Linked DNA regions of Mus musculus: region 1 is linked to region 2. Evidence: chromatin contacts called from public Micro-C data. All regions are on one chromosome and are shown on one strand. Each heading gives the region's core, a stretch centred on a gene start, on an enhancer-like site or on the middle of the called end of the contact. The rest is flanking DNA. Distances are from core to core; before and after follow the strand shown. Region 1 overlaps Mccc1 (methylcrotonoyl-Coenzyme A carboxylase 1 (alpha)). Region 2 has its middle 13 kb from the start of Gm25696.

What was found. A called contact is a pair of places that touch in the nucleus more often than the background predicts.
Region 1: a contact with region 2 is called in a Micro-C map of embryonic stem cells, with 2.8 times the contacts expected there. The contact joins two enhancer-like sites. A contact is called at or near these places in 2 of 39 promoter capture datasets (cranial neural crest and pre-B cells), 1 of 15 datasets of contacts at CTCF or cohesin (large pre-B cells), 1 of 484 Hi-C or Micro-C datasets (embryonic stem cells), 5 of 115 datasets of contacts at active chromatin or transcription factors (the 230-238 cell line, embryonic stem cells, epiblast stem cells and 1 more) and 3 of 9 other capture datasets (adipose tissue, liver and pancreatic islet).

What each region holds. Positions count from the first base shown.
Region 1 is chr3:35,971,123-35,976,726 of GRCm38.p6, forward strand. It overlaps Mccc1 (methylcrotonoyl-Coenzyme A carboxylase 1 (alpha)), which reads right to left. Exons shown (of 19, transcript NM_023644.4): 11 at 5,539-5,604; 12 at 4,673-4,782; 13 at 2,952-3,168; 14 at 1,356-1,442. Among named protein-coding and RNA genes, the nearest start is that of Mccc1os, 26 kb to the right of the region's middle. Within about 2 kb of position 2,924, at least 5 of the 459 cell types and tissues checked have an H3K27ac peak or open chromatin away from gene starts, as enhancers often do. A contact at or near this core is called in embryonic stem cells, where this site is marked.
Region 2 is chr3:35,719,450-35,725,633 of GRCm38.p6, forward strand. No RefSeq gene overlaps it. Among named protein-coding and RNA genes, the nearest start is that of Gm25696, 13 kb to the right of the region's middle. Within about 2 kb of position 1,637, at least 134 of the 459 cell types and tissues checked have an H3K27ac peak or open chromatin away from gene starts, as enhancers often do. A contact at or near this core is called in embryonic stem cells, where this site is marked.

The DNA.
Region 1 (5,604 bases), core at 1,674-4,173, 250 kb after region 2:
GAGCAGCAATCACGGCAGCTTTGCAACTGTGCACTCATTCGTTTTTAAATTAAAATGTTCTTCATTCTAAGAAAATCCAGTACAATTCAAAAGAGCGCTCAGTGGTTTAATGAAAACCCATGCCAGATAGCATATTTGGCTCATCTGAATTTCCGTGGCACATGTGATTTTTCTGTTTAATTTAGGTTGCAGAGCGCCCTGCAAATTTCCCTGCCTCTGATACGTGCACTCGGCACACGGAGGCGGCTAATGAGACATTCTCTGACTCTGGAGACTGCTTTGTAGGACAGTACGAATAAACATTCCAGCCCAAGATGCAGGACAAGTTACCCACTTGTGCTATGGAGTGGAGGGGCATTTGCAACCGTCCTTGGAGACCACCCGGTGTATTTCTAGTAATGTCCATCTAGGCTCTAGTTACAACGCAGTCACTTTGTGAAGGATGCATTTGCTGCACAGGAATGATGTCTGTCATCTCAAGAGTCAAGAAGGCCCTGTTCCGCTCAGAGAAAGGGTGGCTGATGCTGGCAGGGAGCTGCTCTAACTGGTACGAGAGCTGCCTTGGCTCAGGTATCCCTGACATCCTCATATCCGGCATACTTCACCCACTCTGGCATCTCACGCACTCTGTCCTGTAGCAGAAGGGACAGTCACTGGCTCTTACGGCGCTCTGACCCTCTGTATCCTGCCTGCTCACACTCATTAACTATCTTCTGGCTTAGGTGCCAGTGTCCTCTAGCTTTAGTTAAAACGTCAGTCTTTACATTGAGCCTTCTCAAACCAGAATACAGTTAAAAACCAAAACCAAAGCCACCGAGCCAAAGTGTTAGAGAAGCCTGGAGTGGTTATCAAAAGGAGTGGCTATCCATAATGCTCTGTGCCGACTGGCCTTAGCAAGTCACCCTGCTCTCTGTGCTTCCGCATCTACACGTGAGCAGTGACTCCCTCATTCTCTTGTGACGCTCAAGTGAAGATAAACACTCAGGTGACTGAACATACACTGGATGACAGCTCTTCAGTGACCCACTCCACCTGGATCTCAAAGTCCTGCGTGAATAGTGGCGACCATCTGTCTTAGAGCAGGCGGAAAAATAACGTACAAAGAAAGACCTTGCCTAAAATCACACACCCTAGTCTCCTCAGTGACAGTTGGCCATATTTCATTTCCACTGTCTGCTAGGTATGTCTTATGGCTTATTTTCAGGATACTTAAACACCCAAAAGCAGGGAAAATATGTGCAGGGTTGATCCCATGGCCCTACTTGAGCCACTTAAAAACCCCGAGCTGACTGTGCTTGGGTTAACACGCTGTGTCGCTGCACTCTGCATTCCTCTCGTAATAAGACGTCACTCACCACTTTTACCACTTCTCAGAGTCATGTTCCTGGTGTAAGAGATATTCAGTCTTCTCCCACTGCTGAATGAAAACGGAGAGAATTGATCTAGAAAAGATTTAAAATACAACAACAAAATTACAAGTATCAAGCCCCCCAAACATGTACAAAGGTGAATGTAACCCACGGGTCCTTGGTTGGCAGCTCAGATGTGTGCTCTACTTCGTAAGTAAGCTAGTTGCTTCCACTTGTGTCTCAGAGACTTTTATCTGAGAAGTCCCAGCTTCTCTGGAAGATGAGTATCTGCGACTCAGCCCTTGTCCTCTGGTGGCACAGAGGTCTCCCTTTCGCTGTGCCTCTGTGTCACTGGCCCAGCTCCTCGTGCTGCGCATACAAGCTCTGCTGGGCACAACCCAGAGGCTGTGGTACAACTAAACCGAAGCCATTGAGTGTGAAGCCTGTAACTGTGACACTTTACAAACCTAAAGACGCAGTTATATTCTTTACACTTTCGATAGAAAGACTATGAATAAAGCTAAAAATCAAAGATGCGAACAATTGAACCCTGTTGTTATTGATAGGAAGCAGGAGCATATATAATAATCTTGGGGCTAAAGAGATGGATGGCTTAATGGCTAACGGCAGGAGCTGCTCTTCCAACTCCCAGATAGATGGAGGTTTACAACCATCCATAGGTCCAGTGCTAGGGTATATGATGCCCTCTTCTGGCTTCCATAGGCACTGCATGCATATAAAGCACAGACCTAGATGCAGGCAAAATCCGCATACAGAGAAAATAAAACAAAAAATTATGATTCTAATAACAAAAAAATAAGTAGATTTAAGAATTATGTTTACTCCAATGCTCGGCATTATCCTGAGTAAATACTGTGGGGTGGGTTTCAGAGAGAGAGAGAGAGAGAGAGAGAGTCTCTGTTTTATTAGTTTAGAGGGAGAGACCTTTCAGTGCACAGCTGACTGAAGCTGTAAGCCATCCTCTGAGGTAACTGATGCCAGAAGTTGGGAAACCATTGAGAGCATGCTGGAGAAGGAGCCTTTGTGTGCAAACCATGACAATCTTCCCGCGGTGCATCCTCTGACACCCTGAAGGGCCCAAACTTCCATTCAGACAGAAATTCAATCACAAGATGGAAACACAGGGGAAGAAGAAACTTAACAATGAAGTGTGGCTCACGCTTAGGAGTCTGATTCTCCAATGTTCCATCCTTCGACCAAGGGCACTGCGGTAGGTAGGGCAGGTATGGTGAAGCAAGCCACAGGAGTAATGAATGCACACGGCCAGCAGAGGTCACCATGAGATACAGAAGGAACGAGCGATTGCAGAGACCCATTTCTGCAATGCTAGGCATTCATGGAGCAAGTGCTTATGTGTACACTTGTGATATATGCACGTATGCTTATGTACTCAGGATATATGAATGTTTCTTTTATAACAGACACACACACAAGAAAGAAAGACAAAAAGAAAAACCCCCAAAACATCTTCAGAAAATAATCAGTCCCTGGAGGCTGGAGAGGCAAGAACGTCACAGAAACAGAAGCGCGTTTCTTGCTGAGTCAGAGAACACGGCCAGGGAAGAAAGGCGCGCTCGGTACCTTGAGTGTGGAGTTTAAAAGCGCTGGTCATTTCTTTCTCTTTGAGGATGAGCCCCAGAGCTGCCTGGCACACAGACTCTTTGGCTATAGTGCTGTGACTCGGCAGCAGGTCCTTGTGGTGCTGAGGGATGAAGTCCGTGTGCACGTTCCCAGCCTCAAACTCTGGGTGGCCGGAGAGCCGGAGCAGGAAGTCCACGTTGCTGCGCAAGCCGACAATCTGGGAAGAGAAGCAAACCCAGGGCCCTGCTGAGCATAGAGGACAACACATTCAGGAAGGCGTCCGTCCGCTCTATGACCTACCAAGGTGTCACGTGCAGAAAGGCGATCGATCATTGCACATCTGGACCTACACTTCAAAATGTGGCTTCACAAGAGAAACAGGCTATAGGACATAGTACCGCAGGAAGGGGGTTAACTGGCTTATGCTGGGAAAATGATGAAAGTTAAAAAACCAGACATGAGATATATTTGCAAGAGACCAGATTTTCATTTAGAGCATTCCACAAAATAGGATGCCCGCAAATGCAGCAGGAAGGATCGTGATGCTGGAGAGGGAACAAGAGTAAGCAGCCTGAGAGAAGTCGCCTTCCAGCTGAAACCCAAGGTTTAGATATGGATATAAAAATTAAACAAAAAAATAAAGAGCAATACCATCTTGAATTCTCTCCTCAAAGTAAAAGGACTAAAGATGGAGGTAGCGATGGCGTTGGGTTCATGCATCGGCTCACCCAGCCACCCTCCTACTTCATTCCCTGAGCTGCTGTCGGTGCCAGGTTCTGACACAGCCTCTGGGGACAGTGAGAGGCAACACAGATGCAGCCCCTGCCTTCACAGGGCCCTGACCGAGGCTGAGACTGGCTGAGGTGACAGAGAACATACAGTGTCCTGTTCTGAATGGGACAATGAACCCTGAGGAAGCTGACCGAGGACAGTCAGCACACAGGATGGATGGGGTGAGGATGGACTAAAAGGGAAACAAGAGCGCTTCTCCACATTGACCCACTGAAGGAACTGCAGGTGTGGCCACAGTGATAGAGCCTTAGAAATTGCAGCTTTTACATGGATAAATCAAACAGGATAATTTTTAAATTATGTGTTATAAATTCTTCCATGAAGTGAATGAAGTTAAGGTGGTTGGAACTTATGTACCACAAAAATTAATGTGATACAAAAAAAAAAAAAAAAAAAACCCAAAAGACAAAAAAAAAACAAAACCAGAAAACAAAAACAACAAAAAACCCACCTCTGATCCATGGCTGAAAATGAAGATCAAATGTTTTGTTTTTGTTTTTGTTTTTTTTTGTTTTTTTTTTTGTGGTTTTTCAAGACAGGGTTTCTCTGTGTAGCCCTGGCTGTCCTAGAACTCACTTTGTAGAACAGGCTGACCTCGAACTCAGAAATCCGCCTGCCTTTGCCTCCCGAGTGCTGGGAATTAAAGGTGTTGCCACCACGCCCGGCTTCAAATGTTTTTTAAAGAACACTGATTAGACTCATTCCTATAGTTGGCTTATTCACAGATGACTGGGACTTCACTGGAACGCAGTGGGGACATTACTGGTTTTATCTCTACGATCCTTTGTTTTCCAACTGAAATAAAGAAGCGCTCAAAGCCCGCACACACTGGTCTTGGAGAACTGCCCCCTGAAGAACTGCGTGTGTCTGACACACAGGAACGTAGGGCTGAGGTGCTAACATCAGGCCTCTGGCCTCAGCTCACTCACGTTGTACTGATGAAGGCAGTACCTCAGCTTCGACAGGGCTGACTGGCGGTCTGAGGCCCACACAACGAGCTTTGCGATCATGGGATCGTAATGCACCGAGACTTCATCTCCTGGAATCAAGAGGCACTGTAAGCTGTCAAAATCAGATCTCTGAGGATTGAAGCAAAGCTGAGCAAGATGTGCTTCCTGTCACCTCACGCCCAGCCCTCCCCAATCCCTGCATGGCAGGTGCCCTCGGCACCATTTTATTTTCGAGGAAACCATGACTCAAGAGGGATTTAAAAACTTGTCTAAAATCTAACAGGGATTAGTCACTGAGAGTACCAGACTTTCTCATGTGACACATATTATGCAGTGACACAAAGGCTGGCTTTCTTCAGCCTTTTTTTTTTTCCTTTCTCTGTTCGGAGGTCAAGGCAAAGTCCAACCCTCTCTTGTTAAACTTATTTCCATTCTGAGCTTTCAAGCCTTCAATCCTCTGGGCCCACATACACCAACCTGCCCAACCCACAAAGTAATTAGATAAATAATGTGCAAATCAAGAGCACGCACAGTGATAATATAGCTGAATCCGGGTATGGTGGTGAGATTTATAGGTTTGGGTTTTTTTTTTTTTCTTTGGTTTTGGTTTTGGTTTTTCAAGACAGGGTTTCTCTGTATAGCCCTGGCTGTCCTGGAACTCACTTTGTAGACAAGGCTGGCCTCGAACTCAGAAATCCACCTGCCTCTGCCTCGCAAGTGCTGGGATCGGACTCACCTGAGTCCTGGAGATTAAATCCAATCTGGGCAAAACAGTACAGTCTCATCTTAGAGAAAAGCAGCAAGAGTTTAATCAGAGTGCTGGCTTTGACCTTATTTAATGTTACCTTGCCGGACTCCAGTTTCAATCCTCGTAGACATGTCTGCCGAAGGGGTAGAGAGATGAACCAACG
Region 2 (6,184 bases), core at 387-2,886:
GCTGTTGTTGAGTGTGTTCTTATGCTAGTGTGTCAACATCTGGGTTTTTGGTGATTATAGGTCTAGATGCTGTTTTCTGGATTTGTCTTTTATGTCTGGGTATTGTGTTCCTTGGTTTCTGTTTCCTCTTTGGATTTTCAGGGAGTGTGATGGCTGCATGTTGCCTGTTTTCCTGACCTGCTCTGCTTGTATGTTCACAGGGAATGCACACCGGTGTTGGAGGCTGGGATACTAAGATGAGGTTTGGGGGTGGGGGTTAGGAGGGAGTGGTCAGTGGAATCTACAGGAAATGGGGGAAGGAGGAAGGGAGCTTCAGCTAGTGAACTGTTGCAGGGTTTGGGATTGGGTCTCGGGGAACAGAGGGAGAGGAGAAGAACTTCTGGGTCCACCCCTTGGTGTTTATCTTGCTTCTCATATTGGAAAACAGCACTGAAACAATTAGTAAAGACGTAAACAACTTGAGGCTAGGGTTGTAGTTCAGTCGGCAAAGAGCTTGCGTAGAGTGCAGGAAGTCCTGAGTCTAATCTTCAGAACCACGTGTGACTGAGCAACGTGGTGTATGCTTGTAATTGCTGCAGGAGAGTCAGAAGTTCAAGGTCAGCTACACAGTCAGTGTGAGGCCACTTTGAGCTGGCCTCAACTTATTGAGACCCTGTCTTACTCGCACATACTAAGCCCAACTATATTCAATGGTATTTTCAAATAATGTGATCCATCAAGTTTAAAAAAAAAAAAAGCCAACAACATAGGGTCTAGTAGGCTTGAAGGGAATATTCTGTTCTACTAGATCTATGGTAACCAACTAGTACCAGCCCTGTGTCTGTAGCTCTTTTTCTGCAGTATTGTTACTTAAATGCCCCACACCTTCTAAATGTCTGGAGCACTCCAGCAGATTCAGCAACTACAAAGTCTCCAGTTTCAAATACCCCAGAGGGAGTACTGGCCCTTCCCAAAAAGCAATTCCGAGTTTGTTAAGACCCTGTGATCATAGGTAATTTCGTGTTATAGTCATAGACTCTCACACAAATGTGTCACTATGAGTCCATGGTATTAGAGATGGCCCCAGAATTCTACTTTCTAAGTACGTTCTCCCATACTCTATTGCCCTTATAAGTATGAGCTTCTATGCCTGCAGTTCCCGAGGCCCTGCACTCTTTAGAAGTGTCTTTAGCGATGGAGTTCTAGATCAGAGAGTGCTACCCTACATCACTCAGCAGCCCACCCAGTCCTGACTCCACCCTTTTTAAAAATTCTTTCTATAGACCCAAAAAGGAGTACTTCCGGGAACTGGAAGTGCCAGGAAAGGAGGAGTTATAGGACTTTGCAGAGCAAATGACTGATAAAAGGGAAGGCAGAAACCTTGGGTGGGGCTGTCATCCCCACCACTACTGGTAGTGGCTAGTTTTTCCAGGGCAAAAGTCACCTGCCTTAAAGGAAAATTGTGGAAAGGGAGAGGCTGAAGAGCCTGTATCAGGAGGCCAGTGCTGCTTCTAAAACAGGTTTCTCCAGTTCTGCTTCTGAAAAGCTAGCTGGGTCTGTAGTGAGCTTTAAGGGTAGATTTCCTCCTGACTGCGCTTCTGACTCATTACAGGTCTTTCTTCTTGTTGAGCTGAATTTGTTACTCAGAGAGGTAAACCACACCCACCGAACTTGCGACTTCTCCCTGACCAGGGTGGGGGAGCTTCCTGAGACAAGAGTACACATCACACAGCACATTGTGAAATTGACTTCACCCTCAATTAAGTCTGTACTTTGACTCTATAAGTGACGCTGGTTTTGCCATATATGTCATCTGTGATGGAACTGCCTTCTGTTGTCCTTGTCATCAGTACTCAACACATTTCAGTAAGAGTTACGTGGCTAAGGCAGACTGGATCCTTTCTTTCTTTCTTTCTTTCTTTCTTTCTTTCTTTCTTTCTTTCTTTCTTTCTTTCTTCCTTCCTTCCTTCCTTCCTTCCTTCCTTCCTTCCTTCCTTTCTTTCTTTCTTCCTTCCTTTCTTCCTTCCTTCCTGCCTCTCTCTTCTTCCTTCCTTTCTTTCTTTCTTTCTTTCTTTCTTTCTTTCTTTCTTTCTTTCTTTCTTTCTTTCCTTCCTTCCTTCCTTCCTTCCTTCTCTTTTTCTTTCTTTTGTACCTCCCTAGCACAAACATCAGTTTACAGTTTACAGCAATGCAATCTCCTGTGACACCTCATGGGGAAAAAAGCAGTCTGGCTGTCCAACAGTAATATGATTCCCCGAGTCAGGTAAATGGAGTAGGCCCCACTCCCACCCCTGCACCCCATATCTGTGCTGAAAAAAAAAAAGTCACCAGCTCCCTGGCTCCTCTCCAGGCTCCTCACATCTGCACTTTCTCTTTCCCATTCTCTGCCAAGCTGGGACTGAAGGTCCTGCCCTGCTCTCCATCTACATTCTCCACCCTGTCCGCCTTGTCTCCTTCCTTATTCTATGGAACCAACGCACACCTCTCTCCTTTGTCTACCTTTTCAAACTCAGAAATAAAACAAAAGGCCTAGGCAAAGCTGTTCCATTAACATTTTACCCAGCTTCTTCTTCTTGGTCTCCACCCACAGCTTCTTCCTCTATGTCACCCTCACTTCAAAGGGAACCTGTTTCCACTTGCAGAGTTCTGGCAGACCTGCAGTGTGCACCAGAAGACAACCATTTTGTTGCAGCTGTCTTTACCTTGGTGGCCCTCCTATTGGAAAGGTTCTCTATCTCTCAATTCTAATGGATATTTCTTATCAAAATTTCCACCCATTCCCCTTGGTCCTCACCCATTTCCTCTCCACATCCACTGTGACAAAAATGGCACCTACATCTGAGTCTTCCAGCTGCTTGACATTATAACAGCTGTACTAACTCACTGGCCTGTTCCAAACGGATCACTTGGCCTCCTGAGCCACTAAGCGTTCAGACTAGATGTCTAACAGAGGCCTGGTTTGGTTTTTGTTTTTGTTTTCCCCTTATTTGGTTGCTCTAAATTGTTCTGTCTGTCATTTCACTGTTGTACACCTGAACACACACACTCTTTGATTGACACTCTGATCCATTTTGGCTACACATTTATACGTCAGAACTTAGATCCTGAATTCCCTACTGGGCTTTTTTATTCTACATTTCACTATCTCCTGATATTTCCATTTGACTTTCCTGTTATCATCTCAAACTCTCATCCCTGTTATAATACTCAACACCTTCTTTAAGTTTTACTAACATATATATAATTATTATTAACAGCATACATGTTGTTATGAAATTCATATAATAAATTTCATTATATTTTATAAGTACATATTATATATTTTACTCATATTTACCCCCATTGCCTTCTCTTGGGAGGGAGCTCCCAATACTTCCGATCTTTTTCTACTTCCCAACTTGTGTGTATGTGTGTGTGTTTGTGTGTGTGTGCACGCACATGTGCTTGCACACACATCTGCATGTGATGAGCGTTGCTTATATGAGCATCTGTTATGGGTTGTTTACAGTGGCACAGACATCAGTAGGTACACCTCTTAAAAGTACATCACATCCTACCCAACAAAGGCGTGGCCTCTTAAGCTCCTCCCTCGGATCCACTGTTAATTAAATGGCACTTTTTCTCACTCACAGAGTTTGCTTTGCTGTCCATACTGACCCCAAACTCTGGACCTCAGGGGATCTTCCCGCTCGAGCCTCCCGAGCATCTGGGATTACATCATAGGCCCTTGGTCCCTGCTCCCAAGCTCTCTTTCTCTTTCCAACATTCTTCTCTTTTCTTTTCCTTCTGTTCTATTTCCATGGAAATAGTTTTCTGCACTCCATTTGCCATTGTATTAATCTTCATAAAACCCTGCTCCTAATCATGCATTGCCTATGTTAATCAGACATTTAATTACACAGGCTGGGTTGTAGGTCAGTGGTAGAGTGTTTGCCTAGCAAGTGCAAGACCCTGAGTTCAAATCCTTGTATTGAAAAAATGTTGAATGGAAAAGAAAAGGGAAATGTATTGCTGCACACACAAATGTCGAGGATGAGTACCTGCAGGAGTAGTGGAGTCTGAACAAGCGATGGCAGTGAGAACCTGCCTCCTTCTATCTTCAGATGTAGCCGCCAGCTGCCACAGGTTCCTAAAAGGAAAGCTGGAGTTGATGGATGGGAAGGATGGCGACAGAAATAACAAGCCAAGGCAAAGTTCTCTGATCAAGGCTCAATGTTTTAATTCTAAGGTCTGAATATAAAGAGAGGAAACCCATCCCCCACTTTGCCAGAAACAGGAAGACAACCTCAGCTGCTCAGCAGGTAGTGGCTTCTTGCAGGAAGCTGCAGGTGTGGCAGGACAATAGACTTCACCTCGGTCAGAAGACTACACCCTAGACAGACTGTGATAGACAAGGTCTGATTCAGCCCTCTCAAGGCTGCGGGGAGGGCAGATTTGGACAGGTGCCTCCTAGGTTGCCATCTGCACAGTGACACAGGAGGGTGAGGCATTGTTCACAGGAGCATGCTGTCATTGTCCAGCAGAATTTCCAGTATTGACTGATTTACAAGACCCACATCGTGGGAGCACTGAGGAGTCGGGGGTGGAGGGGAGGGGGTGGGGTGGGGGAGGGGGTGCTCCCAGAGAGCACAGAGTAAAATTAGGCAAGCACGGCTGTCAGAGAACAGAAGGGTGCCTTTCCAGAATAGAGCATCTATTCTGAGGAGCCAAAGCAACAGATGTCCAAAACACTCTTCCGTGACTCGGGTGAAATTAAATTCCCTCAGTCTGACACTCCAGCCTTCCACCCAAGGTAGCCTAAAACAGTCTTTCTTACTCAACATAAACCTGTTGTCTAATTCACTCTTAACTATTTTCTGTCCTTACATTTCTTCACAGTCTCCCCACCCTCGTTTTTGTTAATGTCACTGTCTACATTACTTCTTAACTTTACTCTAACTCAAAATTAGTCCACCTCACCATCCCAGACTGTAACGCTTCCATGGTTCATTTCCCAGGTCAGACAGATGGAGCAGAGTGGCTGCCATCAGACTGTGGGCACAACCGAAGTTTGCAAAAGATGGGGAAAAGTATTGACATTATTATTTATAATGAGGATATTAATCAAAACTAATTTAAAAGTTTCAAAACTAGAAACATCATAACATTACAAAATCCAAAGAACAATGATGTGTTAACTGCCTCCCTCTCTCATAACATTAGGTGTCTGCTGTATGCTTGAATCCATTCATTTATATATGCGGTATATTATTTAATTCATTCATTAGAAAGACATTTTTTGATTCTTTCTATTAATAGAGAAACAACTTGGTTTCTTGCTTTTTATATGAGATTCTTTTAAGAATTTATTTCATCTTCACAATTCACATGTGATATTTATATAAATATTTATGATGTCAATCATTCTAAACATGTGTGTGTGTGTTTGTGTGTGTTTATTTTTTTTTTTTAAATGATGATCTTTAAGGTTTAGGAAACTTTCAACAGACTATTCTCTGGCTCCTTATACCATAAAGTGTGCTGTTTTTTTTTTTTTTAAGATTTATTTATTTATTATATATAAGTACACTGTAGCTGTCTTTAGACACTCCAGAAGAGGGCGTCAGATCTTGTTACAGATGGTTGTGAACCACCATGTGGTTGCTGGGATTTGAACTCTGGACCTTCGGAAGAGCAGTCGGGTGCTCTTACCCACTGAGCCATCTCACCAGCCCCCACGTGTGCTGCTTTTGATAATCCCACCGGATAAGAATAAGACCACAATTTTTTAGTCAAATTTAAAGCAACCTTTATTAAGCACTGGCCAAGACTTCCTGACTACACACCTCCCACCTATGCATGTGATCAAGCACATGCTGAGCAACTGGGGCAACCGTTAAGTTTGTTTACAAAAGTGAAAACACTTGGCCATTGTCTTACAAGAATAACAGCTCCCACGATTTTAGGAAGTTATCTGTCCTTGGGCAAATGGGGATTATCGGTTACGGGTATTTGGGTATTTCTGTTTTATAGACCCCTTAAGCACAGTAATTAAACTTAAAAGGGAACCTTAGGTGTCACACAGATTTTCAGTCTAGTGCCTTGGTACTTGGTACTGTGGGACACACAGTCCTGTTAAGATCTGGCCCTGTTCTCTTTTAGATGAAGAATGGCTTGCTGATCAGCATGGAGCTGGGAAGGGATATTGTTAGGAGCCTTTTCATTT